2 separate regions of the Danio rerio genome follow, and region 2 is linked to region 1. Evidence: chromatin contacts called from public HiCAR-type data. All regions are on one chromosome and are shown on one strand. The core of a region is the stretch at or near the end of the contact, and the rest is flanking DNA. Distances in the headings are between cores, read along the strand shown.

The links. HiCAR-type assays count read pairs that join an accessible place to other places.
Region 2: a contact with region 1 is called in a HiCAR-type map of caudal fin, with 2.3 times the contacts expected there. The contact joins the promoter of atf7ip here to the promoter of f8a in region 1. A contact is called at or near these places in 1 of 18 Hi-C or Micro-C datasets (caudal fin) and 2 of 4 datasets of contacts at active chromatin or transcription factors (caudal fin and embryo).

Annotation. Positions count from the first base shown.
Region 1 is chr1:48,622,065-48,626,344 of GRCz12tu, forward strand. f8a (coagulation factor VIII associated) reads right to left here and starts at 1,855. Exons shown (of 10, transcript NM_001006078.1): 1 at 1,767-1,855; 2 at 1,348-1,394; 3 at 905-977. The coding sequence starts at 1,825. It overlaps si:ch211-243a20.4, which reads right to left. Exons shown (of 6, transcript XM_009293654.5): 5 at 4,171-4,266; 6 at 1,976-2,194. The coding sequence ends at 2,141.
Region 2 is chr1:48,865,055-48,869,334 of GRCz12tu, forward strand. atf7ip (activating transcription factor 7 interacting protein) reads right to left here and starts at 1,786. Exons shown (of 14, transcript NM_001077603.2): 1 at 1,526-1,786. The coding sequence starts at 1,585.

The DNA of each region.
Region 1 (4,280 bases), core at 605-3,104:
ATGGACAATTTAGCTAACCTAATTCACCTGTACCGCATGTCTTCAGACTGTGGGGGAATCCAGAGCACCTGGAGGAAACCCATGCGAACGCAGAGAGAACATGCAAACTCCACACAAGACGCCAACTGACCCAGCCGAGGCTCGAACCAGTGATCTTCTTGCTGTGAGGCGACAGCACTACCTACTGCGCCACTGCATCACCTCTAGCATTATTCATTTACACAAATTGAAAATTTAAAAAATAATAATTTGAAAAGTAATGTTATTAATTGTTACAAACAGTACAATTTCTAATGCATGAATGCTTTTAAAAATCCTTATACCTCCAGGGGCCTCAAAAACACATGCAATTTCATAAATTAAAATACAGACTCAACATTGCATATCATTCAACTATTGCAAATGATCACATTGTGATACTGATGCAGAAATTATTTATTGTGCAGCACTACCTCCAATTCGTACATTTAAAATTCAACAAAATATGTAAGCACATAAATACAGTGTAAAAAATAATATGATAAACATTTGGAAAATATTAAGTTTTTGTTACATCATTACTTTTTCTAAGACACTAGACTACTCTACTGACAAATATAGTATTCATGTAAATCCAGTAAAATTTATTGACAATAATTATTTTAATAAAATGTTTTTAAAAATTATTGAAATTTAATTGTATTACATACCTAATTAACATTATTTAAATTTTAAAACATTTAATAAATATAAAATAAGATTTTACTTCACGAAACATTTGTGAACATTTAATAATTAAATAATACTTTCCATTCAATGCATTAAAAAAATGTTTTAAACAAATTTTTCGATTATTTATGGACCGCAAATAGAGATGGACGCAGAAATATATGAAATGTTATGAGTGATTATTGTGTTATTTTACCGAGCCATGGCAAGATTACAGAAGGCCGCATACTGAGGACAGTCCTGCTGTTTCAGCTCCTTAGCCAACTGACCTGAGGAAACATGTTAAATAGTTTTAATAAAAAAATGAACACTCTCAACTATAAAGACAGAATTATTGCCATCAACTTTAACCCAATATTGTATTAAATGGTTTCAAATTCACACATTCAGACTTTTTCCTTAATATAAACTCAGAAAAGTATTTTTGCAAATTCTAAATGGGGAACTAACATTATCAGCTAAGTACAACATTGTTTACAGTCAATTAATGTTGTTAGGGTTGTTAATGTTGTTAAAGTCATACTTCAATGCAATTTTAGACCCAATATTCAAAGGAGCGTAGTAAACCATATAGAGACTGTTAAATGAACTAATGTGCGAATATAAAAGCAACTTTACTTCAATTAATACAATACATACCAAATTGTTCACTTGCTTCTGCAACATTAGGCTTCCGAAGAAAGCGCCTGTGATTCAAGAAGAGCATCATTAAAGCTTTAATAACAGTACTAATGAGATTTGACAGCTGAACATTCATACAAGCTCTTTTAGAACTGTTCGGTATGTAAAGCTGCTTGACATTAAACATCTACAAGATATAATATTTACACATACATCTTAAGTAATTTTACATTTATTATCTAACATTATCGTCATTTTCTTCAATTAGATCCTCTTTACGTGAAATTAGCAAAAGGCTAGTGATGGTTGTGTGTTGCTAGCCTTGACATGACGTTCTGTGGTTTTAGGCGACGCTATAAAAATTCAACGTCGATTATCTACCAAAAGACACGTTAAAACATAACTTAGTTTGTATGAGAAAGCTTTCCAGCTCTTACTTTTTCAGTTTATTTGACACCGCCCGGTAGCGCATCAGAAAATCTCCTTCGGCTGCCATTGTTGATATTCAGTAGGAGGGCAAACACACCGGAAGCCGCTCTCCGATTGTTCCCATTGGTTGCCCACATCTGAAGCTTTTGTTTAATTGGTTTACAAAGGGTGAGGGCGGGTTTTTTGTTGTTGGTTAGTTCAAGGAAAACCACACATTGATTTAGAAATCAAAAATTTGTTACTTTTATTTATTTTGCAGTATTTTATTATACAACTTGTACATTAAAATAATAAATTTTACACAACTAGCGTTATATTTACACCAAGTACATTATAGCAGGTAAGAAAATATTTACAAATTCATTCATTACTTTATATTTATTCAAAAATTTTCATAGACAGAATCAAATGCTTCATCTTCTAGTACTTTGCAGTCCTGAAAAAGAGCAAAACAGATCAAACTATTGGTATTCTGAAACAACACTCAGTTGTACTTAAGAAGTTTTTCTTTGATTAATAGTCATGAGGCGAAAAAAATCTTTATTCCACACAATTAATTTTTCTATCAGCTGTATATTTATAAGACTGCTCACATATTTACCCAATTAAAAGGGCACCTATGATGCAAAAAACCTTTTGGAAGCTGTTTGGACAGAACTATATGTAGGTATAGTGTGTCCACATTCATATTGGAGTGATATAAACTAGTGTGGTCACTAGGGCTGATATAAAAAAAAATCTGACATTGCAATATTTTGTATTTCTGCGATATATATAGATATATACTGTAAATACAATTTCACTAGATTAATTAAATAGCCCTATTGGACACAATGTATTATTTTTCAATCGATTGCCATGACTTTGTAGGGGGAAAAATCATGCATGAAATGTAATATGCAAATATAAGAGCAAAATAAACAGTGCTCTATGGTTTTCACAGTGCAGTCAAATCTTATTCAGCTACAGAGAAAAAAGCCAAATTTAAAATACCACTGCAAAGACTTTACTGTTTCATCAGTTCAATAAAATTATTTTCTTTTAAATATTGTGTCTGAATGCTCTTAGCGCCTAAAAACATGTGCGAACGATAAACTTTTACTCCATTAAGGTTAAACTCGGCAGTAACTCCACAAATATCACATACTTCCAATACAATAATATATATAATCCCAAATTATACAATCCTAACTCAACGATGTGACTATTGCAGATGATGCAAAATAGCGTTATCGATGCTGAAACAATACATTTTGCAGCCCTAGTTATCATGATACTGAAATTTGGTATCAGTCGGTACTGACATTTTAAAAAATGTTAATTTCCCACCAACATTTAAGCTTAAACAACGCTGATTTGCCCTTGTGTTCACATGCTCAACAGAAATGTGATTGGCCTTAAAGCTCATCAGCTCACTAAACTCACCGCTGTTTACCAAGTACAAACACAGATATAGGAACACTGGAGCATTTTAAAGCTGCGAAGATCAGTCAATTCATCAGTGGACTGCTTGTATGTCAGCTCATAGACAGACCAGCCAATCTTCATGGAAATGGACGTTTTTAAAGAACACGCACAACAGTGCTTAAATGTTAGCGGGAAATTGATCTTTTTAAAAATTCAGCACAGACAGGTACCAAATTCCAGTATCGTGAATACAAAAAGTATTTTTTAATCTCCTGACGTTAAAATAGGATCTAGAGCCCAATGATTTTAAGGCCTACTGATACGTGATGTAGGAGTGCAGTTTTCCCCAGCCACTGAATTGATTGACAGGAGCGTATTAACATGTCTCATAGTAACGTGTGTAAACATGTCCAAAAAACAGGACTTGCAAAGAAACTGGGATTAAAAGATCTGTTCCGACTCTCTGTGATCAGCTGCACCTCAGGAATGTGTTTAACAAGTTTAAAATGTTTTTAAAACAGTGAATGTTTGTAATAAAGACAGATCACCATGCAATTTATAACCGCTGGAATCATCACATTTGCAGTCAGTAAATGTGTGTGTGTCCTGCAAACACAGCTTTTGTGACTCATCATTTCAGAAAGGCTTGAATATACTCCAACACAAATACACCAAATAAACTTACTTTCTATTTTGACTTCATCTGTTTCTGTTACTGACTGCTGTTTATCTGACTTAATGCAGTATAAGCAAACATGCAATGAGAGGCGGGGAGAACCAGCTCATTTGCATTTAAAGACACAAACTACAAAAACAGCTAAATTTTGGTTTGAGCTCAAAATTGGCATTTTCTACATGGTATAATAAATAATCTGATGGGTGTTTTAAACAGAAACTTTACAGACACATTCTGGAGACACCAAAGAATTATATTTCACCTTGTAAAAGGGATAAAATAGGAGCCCTTTTATCAAAGTGCACCATTGTTCCGCATGTTAGACAAACCTTTATATGGGATTTATTCTCCGTTGTGTTTCCTTCATCTGCTGTCGTCTCAGGATGCAATGTATCATAAACAGAGTCTGATCTGTATTGTAGAGCCTGTCAGAAATGAT
Region 2 (4,280 bases), core at 536-3,035, 240 kb after region 1:
AGTTGCACTGCATCTGTTTTACACACATCTGCCTAGCAGCACTGCACTCGATGTCACTATTGTGCTAGCATAATCCACAATCAATATGTGCCTAGATACACAATAAAATCAATCAACAATTCTCAGGTGCATCCCTTGATCAGAAGAGATTTTTATTGCTTAAGATATAAAATAAATAGTTGTATTCTTCAATTTGTTTCTGTACACATCCTTTTTTTTAAACGGTGGAAGGCCGATGGTCAAGGTCAGCCGAGCAACATGCTTCTAGCCTGAATTATTTGAATATTTCCATGTACAGAAAGCATTGGCTTCTCATAACGTACGGTCCCATTGGAATAAAATAAAAAAATATGAGCATAATACGGCATCTCTAATGAAACCAATAAAGAGACTGTGTGCCATGAGGGTGCAAAAATGACATTCATTCACTCTGCTGTTTTCATTGCTCTCTGTTGTTTCGGCTAGATTTAGTTTTGAGTCACTTGGCTGTTTCTATTGCAGTTTATATTAGATTTTTTTATGTCCCCAGTAAAAATATTTTCTAAATGACCTGTAGGACCAATGTATTGTCAAAATGTCATTATCGAATTAGTTTGTCAACAAGGCGGCAAACCGATCCATAGATTCTCAGTGTAAAGAATAGAAACAGAATAAGAACTAATACGGAAGAGGATAAATAAACAAGTTGGTGGGAATAAAAAAGTACCACAACTCTCATTTACACAATTTGCTAAGTTTACTTTGGGCTATACAAACATTTTTGTTTTTCCTTTGCCTCAGTAGAAACCAGAATCACTTAAACAACGATTCACATTATGTTAAAGCAAGAAGATAGAATGAAGCACAAATACAAACGCAGATGTCCAGTAAAAATATTAGTAACACAACTGTGTAGGTCACTTCCCCACACAACAAATTACATATATCCTGCTTTCCTCTACAAGCTACTATAAGGAGTCAGCTAATAACAGACAACAGGCTGAAACTAGTTGAGACAAGTTTACATCTCACAGATCTCATGCATAAAAAAACTAAACAAAAACACTTGAGAGGATTCTGGTGAAGCGATCATCCTGGAGTCACGCCATCAAATTAAAATTAACAAATCATGTTAATTTTCTTTATGAATCAACATTATCATATCATATTTCTTTCTTTTAAACCTTGCTCGTAGTCTGATTGACACACCTTCAAAACCGTAAACAAACTGTCAAGTTTCAGGCATAAGAGCTCAAACACTAGGAATGGCTAGAATGACACGAGTCAAGCGCAGGCACGGCACAACAGCTGTAAACCGTGCGTGCACACACTGCAGCTACAACCCAGAACAAACATACAGCAAGGCCTCTTTAGGGAGCTCCTCCCTCTCTCTGCCATTTCAGACTAGCAGCTCTTAAACTGCAGTAACACAAAATGGCCACCACCTAGGCAGCTGACAACAAGCCAAACTGTAGTGGCACCATTCACACATATTAAACCAGAATAGACGATAATATTTAAGTGGTATTTAAATTAGCCAACTTGCATTCAGCATTTGTCTTGTCGCTCTCTGATTCCCAATGCCTACTGTATCATTCAGTTTCATTTTTTCCCCCTCGCACAACGCAAAAATCTTCAATTCATCCTCTTGAAGGCTGTAAATCTTCAGTGTGTCCTGTCATTCATGTTGGTGGATGGCACAAAAACAAACCGATGGCCGCTTGTCTTCTGGAGTGCCTAAAAGATTTTCAATTGATCAGGTGCGTGTAGCTCCTCCGAGTTTTATTAGGACTCTTGTTTTGCTCATCCGGATGCACTCCTGAGGACTACGCTTTTATAGGTACTCTTCAATCCATCCAGGTGTTCCCAATTTTCAACACATTAACGAGCCACATTGACAACAGCAGCAGCAGCAACATCTCTAGATATTAACCATGCATGGCTAAGCTAAGCTATTTTAGCTAGACAGATTTAGGATGCTATTTTAATAAGCATTATACTCTAAAAACAGATATTGTTATCAGAGAATGTCTAAGGATGTTAGCTCTACCGCAAGGGTGCTCAATCCTACTGGAGATTTACCTCTGTGCAGATTTGGTTTTGAAGATTGTGATTGGTTCCAAAAAAGGACCAGAACCAGCTAATCATGCTCCTCGGGAACACCTGTAAATTACCACAGGTGAGTGGAAAGAGGGTTGGACCTAAATTCGGATTAAAGGACAATCTCAGGACTGAGTACCCCTGAATAACATAATGTCTACTCAAATGATTTGGTTAATAGCAAACACAGTGTTAGCACACAATTTCATGCAGTGACAACAAACATTTGCAAGCAAAATGTCAAACTGTGATAAACACCATGAAAATAAATAATAAACCACACATTTCACAGAAGAATTCTAATAAAAAGAAACAAAAGCAGGACAGGAAGAGAGAGAGAGAGCTGTGACCTTACACTGCAAACCTCAAACACAGGCCACCTTCAGCTTGGAGGAGAAATTTGCAAGGGTGACTAGCCTCCGTGCGATCAAAAGCCTAGCAGTAGAGCTGAGCCAATGTGGGGGAGGGGCAGGGCCAGGGCTGTACCATGGATTTTACAGGGGTGCAATTGTAATTAATGTTATTAAAATGAACACCTTAATATACAATGTCTGAAACTGGCAAATGAGTTGCACTGTATATGTACACAGAACCGCAAAGGAGATAAAAATTATCATTCTCTAAGCAGTTTATTTATTAAGGTTTGTTGTTTCACTGAATCTTTGAAACATGTTCATAATGTAAAGCTGAACAGAAATTTGGAAATCTAATATTATTGTATAAAAACTGAAAAACATAACTTAGCTCTTAACCCATCAACCTAGCTGAGATGAGTTCTAGACCACAGTCACACTGCAGTGTAGCTCCACCCTCCTGCTGCAAAGTAGCACAGCAGAGCAGACAATGGAAAATTACCGGAGTACGGATTGTACCATTTAAGAACTGAAAGGGGGACATTTTTAACTTGGCCATTGCAAATGTCCTAGTTTCAAAAAGATTTTAGCTACAGGTCACTTCAATCTGATTTTCATCTAGTCAGCGTTCTGATACGTCTGACAAACAGCACTGAGGTCTCAATCAGAGACCTTTGAGTACAAACATTTCCACACATACTTATTTAAATACAAAAATGCAATTAATTAGGAATATGAATCTGTACTACAGTGATTCTCAAGCATAGCCTATGATTAGCCAAGAGAGAATGCAAGCACGTCTAGTCACTTTACCCCTTAAGGAGCACACAAAGACTACAGGGAAGGGGGATGGGAGCATAGCTATGTTTGAAATTGTATTTAAAAACGTTGCCTTGTTTATATGTTAAAACAAGAAAATATATTTTGCGAAATACACAAGGGCTTAACCATTTATCTTTCAAAATTCAAAAGCAGCACATCTGTCCTTAGCGACAAGAGCAGTCTGCAAGACTTTCCAGTGACTGATAAAAATCATGGAACTGGCAACACTACCAGTCTGACTGAATTTCCTACAGCAGTGGGGGAAGGTAAAACAGAATAGGCAGGGAATGTACCATTACTAATTAGAGGGGTGTGAAAATGGGCTATATACAGACAGTGTTTTTTAGCCAATGATGAACTTCCAGTGAGAAGTTAATGTGAATATTTTTAATTCCATACAATTGCTTTTATAGCATCGATGTTGTAATGTAATTCAGATATAATCAGTTAAATAGACTTAAGCATCCATTTGGTTGTTAAAGTGTAAAAATAGACGAAAGACCGTTAAAATGCAAGTGACGTCATTAGCAGCAGGCTAGCGCAAAAATTTTATTGAAAATACTAGGATAAAATAATTTCCATATTTTAAAGACATAACGCGGACAAATATAATTTAATGCAGTGCTTGTTGTTTGATTTAATACCCACTTTATATCGAATCTCAGCCAGACAGTGAAGATATGCTGTTTTTTTTAAAGAAATCAGATTTTAAACGCAGCTATTTTGCATAGGATGCCAATTCACCAGAAGCTGGGCTAAAATTAAGTCTGTGTACATACACCCCATTCACACACCTTTGCGTACAAAGAATTGTTAAAGCTGCCTAGATTAAAAATAATTATATATAAAAAATAAATAAATAAAATCACTTTTTATTTACCGTTTCACTATAGGGGTGTAAAGAGTGATGCAACTCACAATTAATTTCAATTTACGATTTGATTTCATGAATCGGTTCTCACGTTTCTTAGTTTAAAAATTTATATTGAAGCTATTTTTGTTAACAAAAATATATTATACAGTAAA